Linked DNA regions of Arabidopsis thaliana: region 2 is linked to region 1. Evidence: chromatin contacts called from public capture Hi-C data. All regions are on one chromosome and are shown on one strand. The core of a region is the stretch at or near the end of the contact, and the rest is flanking DNA. Distances in the headings are between cores, read along the strand shown.

Evidence for each region. Capture Hi-C pulls out chosen DNA fragments and counts their contacts.
Region 2: a capture Hi-C map of root shows a contact between it and region 1, with 2.8 times the contacts expected there. A contact is called at or near these places in 3 of 26 Hi-C or Micro-C datasets (callus, leaf and shoot) and 2 of 3 other capture datasets (root and seedling).

What each region holds. Positions count from the first base shown.
Region 1 is chr3:3,407,131-3,410,494 of TAIR10.1, reverse strand. It overlaps AT3G10890 (Glycosyl hydrolase superfamily protein), which reads left to right and starts at 1,495. Exons shown (of 4, transcript NM_111926.2): 1 at 1,495-1,824; 2 at 1,932-2,126; 3 at 2,200-2,534; 4 at 2,656-3,163. The coding sequence starts at 1,495. The coding sequence ends at 3,040. It overlaps AT3G10880 (tropomyosin), which reads right to left. Exons shown (of 4, transcript NM_001337902.1): 3 at 3,325-3,364; 4 at 2,574-2,870. The coding sequence ends at 3,364. It overlaps AT3G10900 (Glycosyl hydrolase superfamily protein), which reads left to right. Exons shown (of 4, transcript NM_111927.1): 4 at 1-243. The coding sequence ends at 243.
Region 2 is chr3:3,457,324-3,460,792 of TAIR10.1, reverse strand. TBL32 (TRICHOME BIREFRINGENCE-LIKE 32) reads left to right here and starts at 1,413. Exons shown (of 5, transcript NM_111940.3): 1 at 1,413-1,974; 2 at 2,065-2,236; 3 at 2,410-2,609; 4 at 2,728-2,886; 5 at 3,151-3,469. The coding sequence starts at 1,493. ENGase85B (Glycosyl hydrolase family 85) reads right to left here and starts at 854. Exons shown (of 11, transcript NM_001337912.1): 1 at 258-854; 2 at 1-69. The coding sequence starts at 761. DREB2B (DRE/CRT-binding protein 2B) reads right to left here. Exons shown (of 2, transcript NM_111939.3): 2 at 3,451-3,469.

The sequences.
Region 1 (3,364 bases), core at 246-2,745:
ACACCACGTTACACTCTGGCTAATAGAGACGGCGTGTTCACCACAACATATGACATCATTTACGCATCTGCGCAAAAAGGCGGTTCGGCCGCGGGAGCATTGTTTTGGGAGGTTATTAGCGAAGGCATGAGCAACTTTGCAGGTCCCTCCTCCATTATACTTAGTGACAAGTCGTCGACGGTTAATATTATAAGTGAGCATGCACGAAAGATGGGTTTGCTTGGTGAGACCACAAGAAAGTAAAGTTTAGTCAGCAAAATCAAAATTTAACATTTAAATAAAGTCTTTATTTAATATTTTATAGCATTTATAATTTGAAAATATGTAATGCAATGATAAAAAATAAAAATAAAATTCTATTATATACTGAAATGATATCCAACTTTTTATACATTCCAAAACTATATTTGGATGTCTCTTGATCTCAACTCTGCTCGTAGGCTATCTAACAAGTCAGCAGCAATATAGGTCTTCAGTGGGCCTTATTGGGCCTCATTATGATAAGTAAAGTTCTCGTAGTGGCCTACAAAAATTATATTGAGGGGACCAGATAATAGCTTCACGTTTAGAAGTTTCATAAAGGGAAAACTCATATTTCATTTTTGTTATTGTTGACGTATAAACAATCCAGATCATGAAAAAAAAAAAGCGTATAAACAATCTTAAAATTCTAACCACTTCCAAATTAGTTTTTCTCGAAACTATTTGTGCTTTTTTGTTTGTTTTGCTTTTGTGGATTTTGATTGGAGAAGAGAAGAAGAAATATTATATGTTTTGCGTTTGCATTTAGGTTTTTTGTTTGGGTTTAGAAATATTGAAACTGATGTCTTAACTCTTAAAATATATATTTAGCGCTATTGTCTAACGTTGATGTAGTTTGGCATTTACTTTTTTTAGGTATGTTGTATGCATTAGAGTTAATTGTTTGCTTTTGCATTTTCACATTTAATTTGAATGTGTTTGCGTTCAAGATAATTAACATTATTTGTTTGTGTGTTTTCTTTGAAATTAAGAAGATAATTTGAGCTACCACTGAATTTTGAAATTAGAGAGGCATCGAGGGAAACAAATCATATAGTTTGGTGACTGATTTCAAGGGGAAATAACCAAAGAAGGTCATTAGAAGAATAAATATGGTTAGCCAGTATTGATTAGGAAGATAATCAACATGTTGACCACAATGAAAGTTAGTCAATGAACGGTTTTCAAATAAAGATTACAAAATAACTAGACCATAAAAGGTGATATTCTATAAATTCTAATTGTTCTTTTTATGTGTTGTAATAATAATTGTTTTATTTTAATAACTATATGTAAAAATTATTGTTTATTTATTTCTTATATATTATGGATGTCACGTGTATAATTATGAAAATCCACGACTTAGAATGTTCATGCATTGCAATTGTAAGAAAGCACTTATGCCTTCTATATATATATTCGTTGAAATGAAAACGATAAGAGCACAAAAACAAAAACAAAGTAGAAAAGGATATGAAGTGTTTGTGTTTTGTCGTGCTTTTAGCAATTCTGATCGCACAAAACTCTAGCGATCTAGGAGTAAAATCTGCGTCGAGTGATGGCTTCGTGAGTAGAAAAGGCGTCCAGTTTATTCTCAATGGGAAACCATTTTACGCTAATGGCTTCAATGCCTACTGGCTCGCGTACGAAGCCACCGATTCGACCACAAGGTTTAAGATCACTTATGTGTTTCAAAATGCAACCATTCACGATTTGACCATCGTCCGCACTTGGGGGTTCCGCGATGGCGGCTACCGCGCTCTCCAAATTGCCCCTGGTGTCTACGATGAAAAAACTTTTCAGGTAAGTAGGTCTTTAATATAGAGAGAAACAGCTCAAAAATGTATGTTTTATATTGATAATGAATTAGTTTGTCTTAACTCTTAAATTTTTCCGGGTGGAAATTAAAGGGTTTGGATTTTGCGATAGCGGAAGCAAAAAGACTCGGTATAAAAATGATAATCACCTTTGTCAATAACTATTCTGACTTTGGAGGGAGGAAACAATACGTTGATTGGGCTAAAAACACAGGCCAAAACGTATCTTCAGATGACGATTTCTACACAAACCCTCTTGTTAAACAGTACTACAAGAACCACGTCAAGGTACAAATACTAGAACCTATGATCTTTTTGATTATATAACCTATGATCTTTTTAATTTTCTCTCTCGTTGTAGACTATGGTGAACAGAGTGAATACATTTACCAAAGTTGAGTACAAAGATGAACCAACCATTATGGGTTGGGAGCTTATGAACGAACCACAATGCAGAGCAGATCCAAGTGGAAAAACCCTTACGGCTTGGATGAATGAAATGGCTCTTTATGTGAAATCTGTTGACTCAAAGCATCTCCTCTCTACTGGTCTTGAAGGCTTCTATGGTGACTCATCTCCTCAAAGAAAGACATCTCTAAATCCGGTTGCAGCCAACGTTCTTGGAACTGATTTCATCGCTAATCACAAACTCGATGCCATTGATTTCGCATCGATTCACTCTTACCCCGACTTATGGTAGATACAATGATAAACTCACATTTTCGTACTAACTTTTTCTTTTTTGAACACATCAGCTTATTAAAATCATTAATTTTGCAACATGTTCGTTATCATCCCAAACTTTTCGACTTTGCAGGTTTCCAAACTTGGATGAGAAATCTCGATTAAACTTGTTAAGAAAATGGCTCGAATGTCACCTTGAAGATGCACAAAACATTCTTAAAAAACCTCTAATCCTAGGAGAATTCGGGAAACCAACGAACACACCAGGCTACACTCAGGCTCAGAGAGACGCAGTGTTCAACGCAACGTTTGACACCATTTACGAGTCTGCTGAAAAAGGCGGTCCAGCTGCAGGAGCATTGTTTTGGCACGTTATTAGCGATGGCATGAACAACTTTAAAGACCCCCTCTCCATTGTACTTAGTGAAAATTCGACTACGGTTAATATTATAACTGAGGAATCACGAAAGCTGGGTTTGATTCGTGGAAAAGGAAAGTTATCAAAAACTAAAATTTAAATAGTCTTCTGTAATAATTTTGCAACGATAATAAGACACTCAGTTATACATTCACCGAAGTGTAATCCTAAAGTTTAGCCAATGCCAAACTAAACTCAGTTATACATTTTATAAAGTCTCAGCATTATAAAAGCATTCAATGAAAAAACATGTAGAAGATGATGATGCAACATGTGTTTAGATCTTAGCTCAGCACTAGTTTTGATTATAAGATGAATTCAGATATTAGTTTGCATCATTCAAAAACATATGATCTCTTCTACAAATTACTTAACAAGGGATACCTTTTTCTTGTCTGAAAGTGATCTTACAAGCTCCAAATAT
Region 2 (3,469 bases), core at 164-2,663, 50 kb before region 1:
CTTTGTGGCAAGCATCTCTTTGCAGGTAGCTTTTCCTTCATCCCATTCTGTGATGAAAGTCCCCAATACCTTTATATTTCCATAACACACAAGAAAGTAAACACTTTTACCAATAAAATCCTCAGCAATATTCATATCTCTGTACACAAACAATCAAACTCTCTAATTTTATCATCCTAATCAGCAAACTCAGAGATATCTCAATAAAAATCGAAACTTTGGATGTTGAACAATCAAAAAGTTTTGAGCTTACTTACTTTAACGCCATGCCTATGAGCAGTATTGGTCCAGCAAGGAGGAGGAATAGTGACCAGAGAATGAGAGAAGTAAACAAAAATGTCCATCAAGTACCAATGCCAAATCGCAAATCCGGCTTCGTTTTCACACCCTTGTACCCACTTGTCATCTACATACCCTCCTTTCATGTCATGGCAGACTAAAACCCTTGGGCGATTCGGTAAACAGTCGGAGTTTCGGCGGAAAGGTACTGTGGAGCGATTAAACTGGAAATGAAAGGAATCAAAGTAAGAGCGAGATTTCAGGTCTTGAAGAGCTTTGATCGGGAAAGATATAGGTAACGATGGCTTGACAAGATCAAGCAACGGAACGGCTTCAGATTGTGCAACGTCGTCATCGTTGGATTTGGGCATGAGGAGAGAGAGGGGAAATGAAGTGAGGAGCTTACGGGAGAGGGTGAAGAAGAGATTGTAAAGAGATACGAGAGTTCTTCGAGAGAAATAGGCGCGAAGAAGTTCTCGCATTTTGCAGTGGTCAACGAAGGAAGATGATGACGATGGCTTTTTATTTAATTTATTCTTCTTTTGGTTTATTCGTACGCCAAATTAAAGAAGAAAAAAAACAGAGCATGTGAATTTATCATTCTTTTGATGTGAATCTAAACGACATGACAATTTCATTTTTTTTATAAAGTAAACTTACACGAAAGCAGAGAGATAAGATATTTATATGGGCCTTGGCCTGTGATTACTGATTAAGGCATGAAAAGTTGGATTCTTCTTTATTGGATCTGATAAAATGCTTATAAGGCCTTTGAATACAAACAAAGTTAAATGTTATTGTTGATCCTTTAAAAGTTCAAACATGTGATTAGCAAAAAGTGTAGTGGCTTTTCTTGCTTTCTTTTTGTTTTATAACACCGTAATCCAAATTGGAATTCAGACTAATTTGGAGATAGATAAGTTCATTGGATACAAGCAACGAAATTGTTCCAATTTTGTAAGTTTGAATTAAAATATAAACAGTCGTGCTTAATTATGGGCAAGAACATGGGTTTGGTTTTGGATCGTGCAAGTACAACAAATTATAGCTTTGTTTATAAACATTAAAATCATATACTATAATAATTCAGTATACTCCAAATTAAAGTTTTAATCAAACCAAATTTTGTCATTACTACACCATAAAAAGAGAAAGGCGTAAAAAGGAAAAAGAAAAAAAAAGGTAAACGTTATAATAAAAGAAAAAAAAAAATATGACAACGGCGTTGTTTTCACCGTCTAACCGTAGAAAACGCCGTCTCACACACTTCTTCTTCACCGTACTCGCTTTCATCTTACTCGCCGCCTTCATCTACGGCCACGATTTCATCTCTTTCTCTCGTCGATCTCTTCACTCTCCGACGATCGTCCACCAATCCGCAATCGTCGTTGTAGTTGACGAACCTCCTCCGCCTCCACCAACATCTCCTCCTCCGCCTTCTCCTCCACCACCGTCTCCTCCACCACCATCTCCTCCACCGCCATCTCCTCCGCCACCTGCTTTTGCAGTAGGTAAAACGCCGGAAGGATGCGATGTCTTCAAAGGGAATTGGGTCAAAGACTGGTCAACGCGTCCACTTTACAGAGAATCCGAGTGTCCGTACATTCAGCCGCAGCTCACTTGCCGCACGCATGGCCGTCCCGATAGTGATTATCAGTCATGGAGATGGCGACCTGATTCCTGCTCACTTCCTTCGTTAGTCTCTCTCTCCGTTCGATTTTGAATGCGATTCGGTGATTGATCTTCAGATCGGATTTGCTCTGTGGTTGTTGAATGTGTTAATAGGTTTAATGCGACGGTGATGTTGGAGAGCTTAAGAGGGAAGAAGATGATGTTCGTTGGAGATTCGTTGAACAGAGGAATGTATGTTTCTCTCATCTGTCTTCTTCATTCACAAATCCCAGAGAACTCCAAATCCATGGATACTTTCGGATCACTCACCGTCTTCTCTCTCAAGGTAAGTTTGGTTCAGATTTAGAAAGTCTTGCGGAAGCCATTGAAGTTGCTTTGTAGAATCTGATGTTACAATTCATAGAGATCTGAGTATGAGGATGACAAAGATTAAGCTTAGATGTGAAAACTGTTGGCTTGGTTAGGATTCTTATAGATTCTTGTGGTATGTTTATGTAGGATTACAATGCAACGATTGAGTTCTATTGGGCACCGTTTCTTCTAGAATCGAATTCAGATAACGCAACAGTTCATAGAGTATCAGATCGAATTGTGAGGAAAGGATCGATCAACAAACACGGTAGGCATTGGCGAGGGGCTGATATAGTTGTGTTCAACACATACTTGTGGTGGAGGACTGGCTTCAAAATGAAGATCTTGTATGTTATCAATCATGAAATTTAAAGCTCTCGTCATTGTTTCTTAAGTATAGGTTCTCAAATACTTTTCTGTATAATACTTATGATTTGATTATTTTTTTCGATTTGTTATTTGAAGGGAAGGTTCTTTCAAGGATGAGAAGAAGAGAATCGTTGAGATGGAGAGTGAAGATGCTTATAGAATGGCGTTGAAGACTATGGTTAAATGGGTGAAGAAGAATATGGATCCATTGAAGACGAGGGTTTTCTTTGCTACCATGTCTCCTACTCATTACAAGTCAGTAACTTCTTGAACTTTACTGTGATTTAACTATCTATAAACACTTCAAATTCAAAACCAGGAACCAAAAAGAGAGGAGATATATGGCTTAGAACAATGTAGTCCGGATTTGGTATTGAATGAAATGAGTAATGGAGTTTAGATTGATCCGGTTTATCTTTAATAGTTTAAGTAAATGTGGCTTATAACATGATCCGCAATTAGAAACCACACTAAGATTTAGCATACAAAGGTTTCATATTTGTCTACCTCCATGATCAGGGGCGAGGATTGGGGAGGCGAACAAGGAAAAAATTGTTACAATCAAACGACACCGATCCAAGACATGAACCATTGGCCATCAGACTGCAGCAAAACCTTAATGAAAGTGATAGGAGAGGAATTAGACCAAAGAGCAGAGTTTCCGGTGACGGTACTTAACATTACACAACTCTCTGGCTATCGGAAAGACGCGCACACGTCAATCTACAAGAAGCAATGGAGCCCATTGACGAAGGAGCAGCTAGCAAATCCGGCTAGCTACTCAGACTGTATACATTGGTGCTTGCCTGGTCTTCAAGATACTTGGAACGAGCTTTTC